2 separate regions of the Astyanax mexicanus genome follow, and region 2 is linked to region 1. The links are chromatin contacts, called in public Hi-C maps. All regions are on one chromosome and are shown on one strand. Each heading gives the region's core, a stretch centred on a gene start, on an enhancer-like site or on the middle of the called end of the contact. The rest is flanking DNA. Distances are from core to core; before and after follow the strand shown. Region 1 holds the start of bambia (BMP and activin membrane-bound inhibitor (Xenopus laevis) homolog a). Region 2 has its middle 24 kb from the start of LOC103037561.

Region 1 (4,115 bases), core at 1,124-3,623:
TTAAAGGGAAAGTATTAATTTCTCACCAATGCAAGTAGAATATACAAAGCAAACTGACTTTAATCTCTACTCAGATGTACTGTACATATAACTGAACTGTTTGCAATGCCATAAATATATCATTTTAAAAATATAAACATATTTTTTCACCTAAAGACTTCCGATATAATAAATGTGTCACAGCTTTAAGGAGCTTTTCCCAGCAAAGAGGTCTTTTATTCTGCACTATAAAACAGGAATTAAGCAGTTTATAATCAGCGGTTTGTGTGCCAAAGTCAATTTCTTTCAACCCAAATGGAAACTCTTAAAAGTGTGGGGGAGCTCAGGACTTCTGAAGTTGGCATGCAAGCTTACTTAGGTTTAGAAGTGGTTAATATAATTCAGGAGCAAAATACTTCTGATGTAAAGTATGTTTAAGAGAATACACATAGTCTTGAAACATAAAGAGTTTAAAAAGTAATCTTCTTCTACTCTGTAATAAAGTGTATATTGAATGGGGAAATGTTAGTGTATAGCTGTGGTCTCATCAAACTTCCTAACATGTTGGCCCATCACTTAATACATAAAGACAAATCACTTGTTGTACATGTAGATGTTAATTAAATGTGTTTTTTAAGTTACTGACCTTATATTAAAGTTGACTAGAACCGAGAGAGCTGGGTCTTAATAAATAAATCAACACCATTTACAGAACTGACCTCTTAGCTTACCTAGCAATTTAGTTAATAAGTTTGCTTAAGTAGCTAATGTTTATCTTGCCATTCTTCACATTTTCTTCAAATGTAGCTAATTTAAAAAGGTACAAACATGTAGAAAATGAATAAAATGTATGTAGAAAGCATCTAGTTAGTAGTATAGCCTACATACACTTTCACTAGGAAGACTAACCTAAAATAAAAGCCCTCCTGCTGCTTAAAAACAAATCATGTTTTATGATTAAGCACTTAAACATACTTTATATTTACATGTAGTTCTTTTTCTACAGAACGTATATATGCTCATATATGCTATAACTGCATATATAACCTGCTACCTCACACTACATGTTCACCACAATGAACAGACACAATGTCAGATTTTTACTGTTATGATATATTGCTTTACTAATGTAAATGATTTGCCATTTCTGTACAATGTTCTACTGCAATATGTGTATGTCTTTCTAAGATTGAAAAAGGTAACCTATCCAGTAGGGGTGGGCAATATTATATTGTATACAATATATTGTGACACAGAAATATCGTGATATTAAAAATCCATATCGTGATAATAGAGATGTCCTGTCTTAAAAGTAGTATATTATTTACTGTGAAGCTTTAGGTGTATTTATTGTATAATTGTTTTAGTTTGCAGTTTATATGCATGCACTAAATATTCTGCAATATTTGTTGCTGCATTATATTATTTTATGCTATATTATTTATTTTGCCACATTATGATTATGCTGTTAATATTCTCTTATACTATATTCCTGAAATTAATTAATTATTTTTCTGTTTTCCTATATCGGCAAGTAATATATCGTTATGGCAAAAATACCCTGAAATATCGTGATATTATTTTAGAGCCATATCGCCCACCCCTATTATCCAGTTAATGTTTTTTTACATTTTTAAATTAATTTTAATCCACTTTACTCTCTACACCAGTGAACCCAATCCTTTATGTTCTGTTTTAGACCCTTTAACTACATCTCTTGCATTGTTTACTACCTTAACTTGTGGTTTAACCATATTTGCCTTTTTTGTCCACAAACTGTAACTTTTAATCCCCTTCTTATGTTACTAAGAGTGTGTTCTGGTGTATGTAGCTAGGTTTGCTAGCTAGGCTGCCTACCTTTAGTGAGGAGAATGGCCATGGCACACAGCTCCAGCTGAAACCAAAGCGAAACCAGGCTGGAATGGCGATCCATTGAGCAACGGCGACTCTTCCCAGCCCTTCAAGCCCGCGGCAAGACCCTCCAAATCGGTTTGTGGTGAAGACCTGCTCTTTACATGTGCCTTAAAGCCCACATATCACTGCATTCCCTTAGATCCGCGGCTCACATAGCGTCCAAACGGAGACCGCACACTCAGAAGAGCTCCTCCAGCAGCGGCTCTCTCCGCGGATCCATACAGTACAGCAGAGCGGAGCAGATCAGTCCAGTTCTTTAGCGAAGAAATACGACTATATTCGGAAACCACGCCACAACGACGCAAAACTAGTCCGTAACACGTAACGGCAGAAACTTTCACAACGTTAAAGAACGTTTCTGAACACTTAAACAACGGGAAAAGCACGAAAAAGACGATATTTAATCCAAGAGCGACCTCGGCTCCACAGTACAGCTCACAGTACGGCTCTGAATAGTCAAATCCAGCAGCGCCAGGCCACAGTTATGAGGCTCCGCGTAGCCACGCCCCCGTGGGCGCTGATTGGACGCGCGTGTTGCTTTCTTTGCATACTCTTTACAATGTAAAACCACGGCTCTGAACCAACTCTGATGAGACTCCGCGTCGCCACGCCCACTCGTAACGCTGATTGGACGAACCTCGGAACCTTATTTACATACGTAAAAGTTCGTTGGCGTTCAGGTTAGACTTGGTTATAGATTATGAGACCAGACGGTGGAAATAGTAAAATTAATACAAATTAAATTTAATATATATGAATATTACTTTACAACCATCCGGTAATTTATATATGTTATATATTATGTATTTTTTAACTGTTAAAACATAAAGGTGAAGGTAACATGTAAGCTTAATTATTAATTAGATTTTTAGATTTATTATTTTTTTTATGTTTTGTAGCTAGGTAAATTATAGTCGTTAGCTAACTAAACATATATGAATGTAGCTTAACTATCTAAAATCCTGCTTGAAAGGTAGGTAGGTGGGTAGTTTTAGCTTTAAATCAGTTAAATATGATAAGTTAAGAAAGTAATCATTCTTTAAATTAATTATATAAAGTACATAAATATTTTTTTCTGGCTACTGAAGTCTCGAAAGGTCGCGGAAAAACGGATGTACGGACTGGGACGAAGCGGTTAGATAAATTAGCAATCCAAAGAGACACATGGCGCCAGAGAGACGACACACACAGACAGGGCCACTCAATTACCCCCAAGACAATCCCATGCAAAACACACACACACACACGGCTCCGATCGATATCTCCACAGCCCGAGCAGTCTGTTCATATGTTTATCATTCAGTTAGGACAGGACGAGTCCTACTGTTTGAAGCTGAGGGACAACATCGGTGCCAACAGCAGACAGCTGAAGTTAAACTATTACAACCTTACAAAAAAAAAAAAAAAAAAAAAAAATATATATATATATATATATATATATATATATATATATATATATATATATATATATATATATATATATATTTTTTTTTTTTTTTTTTTTTTTAAATATAAAGGAAAAGGTGGCAACTCTCTAAATGTCAACTTTACAGGGTTCATATAAGACTAGTAGTATAATTAAGATGATACATTATCTATACATAAATTATCATATATTGTATTAAAACTATTTAAAAAAAATAATAATATTATTTTATTAAGCATAAAATATAAAGAAAAAAGTGACAATACATGCAGTAATAAGAATACTCCACACTCATGTTATAAATATTGTTAAATTTTTAATTAAGACATGGCTTTACTAATATATAATAATTAAGATAATAGTAACTATTATATATTTAAGCATTAAAATAGCAGTACAAAAATGGGGAAACCAGGGTGACAAATACTTAAGTCAAGTAAAAATCATAGAACTAAAAAAATCAGACTAATTTAGCCGGTGAATTTTCACGCTTATTTTGAGTTAAAATGACTTAAAATAAACAAAACTGATCAAGATTCTTTAAAAAGCTACATAATCTTATAATGCTTAGTAAGGCATAAATATTTCTCCTATAAGGGAGAAAAATAAGATGTACTGCTTTGAAATGAGATGATTTCACATGCCAAATTTTAGTTGTTTGCAGTGTACTGCTTGTATTAAGCCATTTTTACAAAGCAACTTCACACAGATGCAGGTGCCCTAAGCCCTCAGTTAGCAACCCAGAGACTACAGTGGCACAAAAAAATCTCCCTCAGAACAAGAAAAAGAAACCTGG
Region 2 (4,115 bases), core at 734-3,233, 160 kb before region 1:
CTGGATACCGTGGCTCTTGATACATCACAAAGACTTGCTGTCTTGGTCACAGATGCTCCAGCAAGACGTGCACCAACTGTTTGTCCCCTTTTGAACTCTGGTATGTCACCCATAATGTTGTGTGCATTGCAATATTTTGAGCAGAACTGTGCTCTTACCCTGCTAATTGAACCTTCACACTCTGCTCTTACTGGTGCAATGTGCAATTAATGAGGATTTGCCACCAGGCTGATTTAATTTAGCCATAAAACCTTCCACACTAAAATGACAGGTGTTTCAGTTTCATTGTCCAACCCCCGTACATATGCATGCAAAGTGAATTAAGGAGCAATTTAGGACCATGCTCATCAGCATAGATACACAGCTCTAAAAAAAATAAGAGACCACTTAAAAATGACGAGTATTTTTGATTTTCTTTGACCAAATTAAAAACCTCAAATATAATCAAGATGGATGATCACAAGCCATCAAACTAAGCTGAACTGCTTGAATTCTTTCACCTTGATTGGCATAAAGTTTCCAAAAGTAGTGTGTAAGACTGGTGGAGGAGAACATGCCAAGATGCATGAAAACTGTGAATAAAAACCAGGGTTATTCCACCAAATGAATATGATTTTAGCTACGTGACTCTTTACTATGTGTATATCTGTGCTGCACATCCACACATTGTGTTTGAAAGCGTAGCGTTTCAGTGTTCAGTGTTAAAGCACAGATATTTGCGCTGGAACACAGAATCTTCTTGCTATATTTACTTTTTTCGTATATGTATATTTACTCCCACGTCAAACAGCTCTGACCAATCAGAGGACACAGCCTGCACATGTGGTTTATTGGTGCGCATTTTGGTGCTTTTACATTTATGTCTGTATGAAAACAGACCAAACAGAGGGAGAAACACTCCATGTAGACAAACTCATCAACTGATTCAGACTAGAGAAACGTGTGAACGCCTCTAGAGTCTACGCCTTGATGGGTCCAAGCTGTTTTGACATCACAAGGGTGACCTACACAATATTAGGCAGCAGGTTTTAATGTAATAGCTGATTTAGTGGAAAATGGATGCATTATTTTTGACTGTGCTGATTGTAGCTGTTCTTTTATATTAAATTCAGACACTGTGAATTGAATTGATTCTGGACCAACACAGCAGGGCACAATTCTAACCAAAGGGCAGATAACTGTTTCAATAGAGCGCACCCATGTTCCCTGCCATGCATACATTATCTCTGTGCATGTTCTGAATAAATAAATCACGCTTCACACAAAGTGTCGTTGCCTCCAGCGAAAACTGGTCCTGGTCCTAGTCTGTGTGAGTGTGTGTGTGTATGCATAAGGGCCAGATGTGCCTCCAGGGCACCATTCTGCATCCACAGATCTGTGTCCAGGCCTGGGAAGTGCCAGGGCAGTTGGCACTGCCACGCTAAGAAGGGGGTCACAGCCGAGTGTGTGTCATACCCTGACTCACTGAGCTAACAAACACTAAGGGTAAAATCAACATTTGGACAATGCCAATGTGCTGGTTGTGCCAAGGTCAATATGAGTACACACACATACACACACACACTGCTGAATGTATACTTTTATTTATCACATTTCAAAGAGTAAAATAAAATAAAGGCCCAAGTTCAAAGGCGGCAACTTGTTAAGAACTTTAAGGTGGACAGGATGAAGATTAAATATGCTTCAGATTGCTGCAGGCGAATTTTCAGTTTTTTACTTCAGCTCTCTTGACGAAAAACAAACATCATACCTCTCCAAATTAAAGCAAAGTTCTGCTTGTTTTCTCATTGAGAAAAAGACTTTGGCAGAGGAAGTGTTTTTATAAGAGCTTTGGGCCGCAGCTCAGCTCCGAACATTCACACCCACATGAGCAAAATGCCTTCAACCAGCCCTCTTATTAACTGCCCTCCGTTTGGATGGAGTGCAGAACGCTAAATAGAGTGAGGGGAAATAAGGACACGAACCGAAAACTACACTGCAGCTCACCTACGCTCTGATTCATTTAACTCTTCGGGTCCTATCTAACCCCCTGTGTGGAGTGCGTCACGATGCTCACTGCTATCTTACACCCTGCGTAAGGTGCGTCACGATGCTCACTGCTATCTTACACCCTGCCAACAGCCTACATCACTTTAAAAAGCTACAGTGTGTGTGTGTGAATATGGTGAATATGGGTGATCTAGAAGTGAGGTTTGTTCAGGTAAATTTAAGGCGTATTGCTATCTTGGCAGCGATAACAGAAAACACAGGTGCGCCACTGACTGAAGACAACCTAGACTGACTTCAACAGAGAGACGTTTATTACTATCTTGGCAGTGAATTGTCAACACAGGCTCATGCCCAACAGTGCACAAACCCATAGCGCTTGCCTGTTGGCAGCTATACAAACTCTTACATCAACAATAAAAAAAAAAAATAAGAGCGCAAACAAGCAGGTCAGTTTCCTCTGCTGAGAAGCTGCTGTTAGCTGCGCCCCTGAAATAGCAATGCACCGAAGTCAGAGCACACCTGGTTCCTTAAACAGAACGAAATGTCAAGTGACACACTAATTGGTTAATTGCAACTAATGCCCAAAACACTCCCATGATTAATTAAGAGCCATGCACTTTTCTCATTGTTATGATAGCAAAGACTGTTATTTTAAGCTGCTTGTGTTGGTTTGAATCAATACGATTGATTAATGCCTTTCAGATGTTTCAAACTGATGTTTGTGAGGCACAGAAGCAAAACTGCTGTTCTGGCTTTTTAATTATAGCAATAAAAAACATAAAATATCATTGCTAAACACTGTCATGCCAAAAAAACATGGGACAGAAACTAATATAATGTCCCATGACTTCTGTACTACAGTATTTGTACTGTATATGCATGTGGTACCTCCTGTATTAAACATGGATTTTTGAGATTTCATCCAGAGTTGCTTATCTGCTGGCATGGACAATAATAGCCAGAATCTCGATCATTATCACCCACAGTGCTAGGAGTGGGCGATATGCCCCCCCAAAAAATATCACAATATTTCACTTTTTTTTTTCTCGCAATAACAATACTCTTGATTTTTTTTTCAAGTATACACTACTGCAACAGAATTAAATCTTTTTTTTTAAATTGCATACAATATGATATGGTACACCCCTAACTGAGATATAAAACAAATACAAGAATTTCATCAGACTTGTAACAGAAGTCAATGGTCCAGAATATCATGATACTTATAATGCACTCCAAATATCTCCATATATCCATAATTAAAGTAAAATCAGTAGATATATAATAGAAAATGAGAACAGTGTGATGTACAGTGTATAATATCCTTCACAATATTAAAAAATGTTGGTGATATTATGACACACCCCTACACAGCCCTGTCCACTCTGGGTGGTATTGGACAACTTTAATGTGGAAATGGAATGTCTCACCTATTTGGTCCTCTTTTGAAAACTGATAATTTCCAGTGCCTTGCAAAAGTATTTGACCCCCTTGAAATTTTCAACCTTTTGCCATTTCAGGCTTCAAACATAAAGATATGAAATTGCTGAAAACTGCTGTCCATCCAACCTCACTGAGCTCAAGCTGTCTCAGTCTCTTGATGTGCAAAACTGATAGATTTATAGCGACTTAGCGACTTGCAGCTGTAATTGCAGTAAAAGGTGGCGCTACAAAGTATTAAAGCAAGGGGGCAGAATAATATGGCATGCCCTCCTTTTTCAGTTTTTGATTTCTAAAAAAAGTTTAAAATATCCAATAAACTTCGTTCCACTTCGAGACTGTGTCCCATTTGTTGTTGATTCTTTACAAAAAAATGACAATTTCATATCTTTATGTTTGAAGCCTGAAATGTCGCAAAAGTTTAAAAAAGTTCAAGGGGGCCGCATACTTTTGCAAGGCACTGTATGTCGTCTTGCCATGAGCACACTGGCCTGGAAAACAAATGAATGAAGTGTCTAATGAATATCAGCACTGGTGCAGTCATGCACACACAGTACAGTTTAGAGATTAAACAAAATATTAATATTGTGCTTTATATTGTATCATTTTGTTTGCGATACTTTATCCATACATGATGTCAAATATCAGTATTTTTATTGAAACACTGGCACTATGAACTCCCTAAG

The links. Hi-C and Micro-C count contacts between places; a contact is called where the count stands out from the background.
Region 2: a contact with region 1 is called in a Hi-C map of muscle, with 16 times the contacts expected there. The contact joins the enhancer-like site here to the promoter of bambia in region 1. A contact is called at or near these places in 2 of 3 Hi-C or Micro-C datasets (both in muscle).

What each region holds. Positions count from the first base shown.
Region 1 is chr15:35,073,982-35,078,096 of AstMex3_surface, reverse strand. It overlaps bambia (BMP and activin membrane-bound inhibitor (Xenopus laevis) homolog a), which reads right to left and starts at 2,373. Exons shown (of 3, transcript XM_007259650.4): 1 at 1,837-2,373. The coding sequence starts at 1,912.
Region 2 is chr15:35,238,234-35,242,348 of AstMex3_surface, reverse strand. No RefSeq gene overlaps it. Among protein-coding and RNA genes, the nearest start is that of LOC103037561, 24 kb to the left of the region's middle. Within about 2 kb of position 1,983, the one cell type or tissue checked has an H3K27ac peak away from gene starts, as active enhancers do.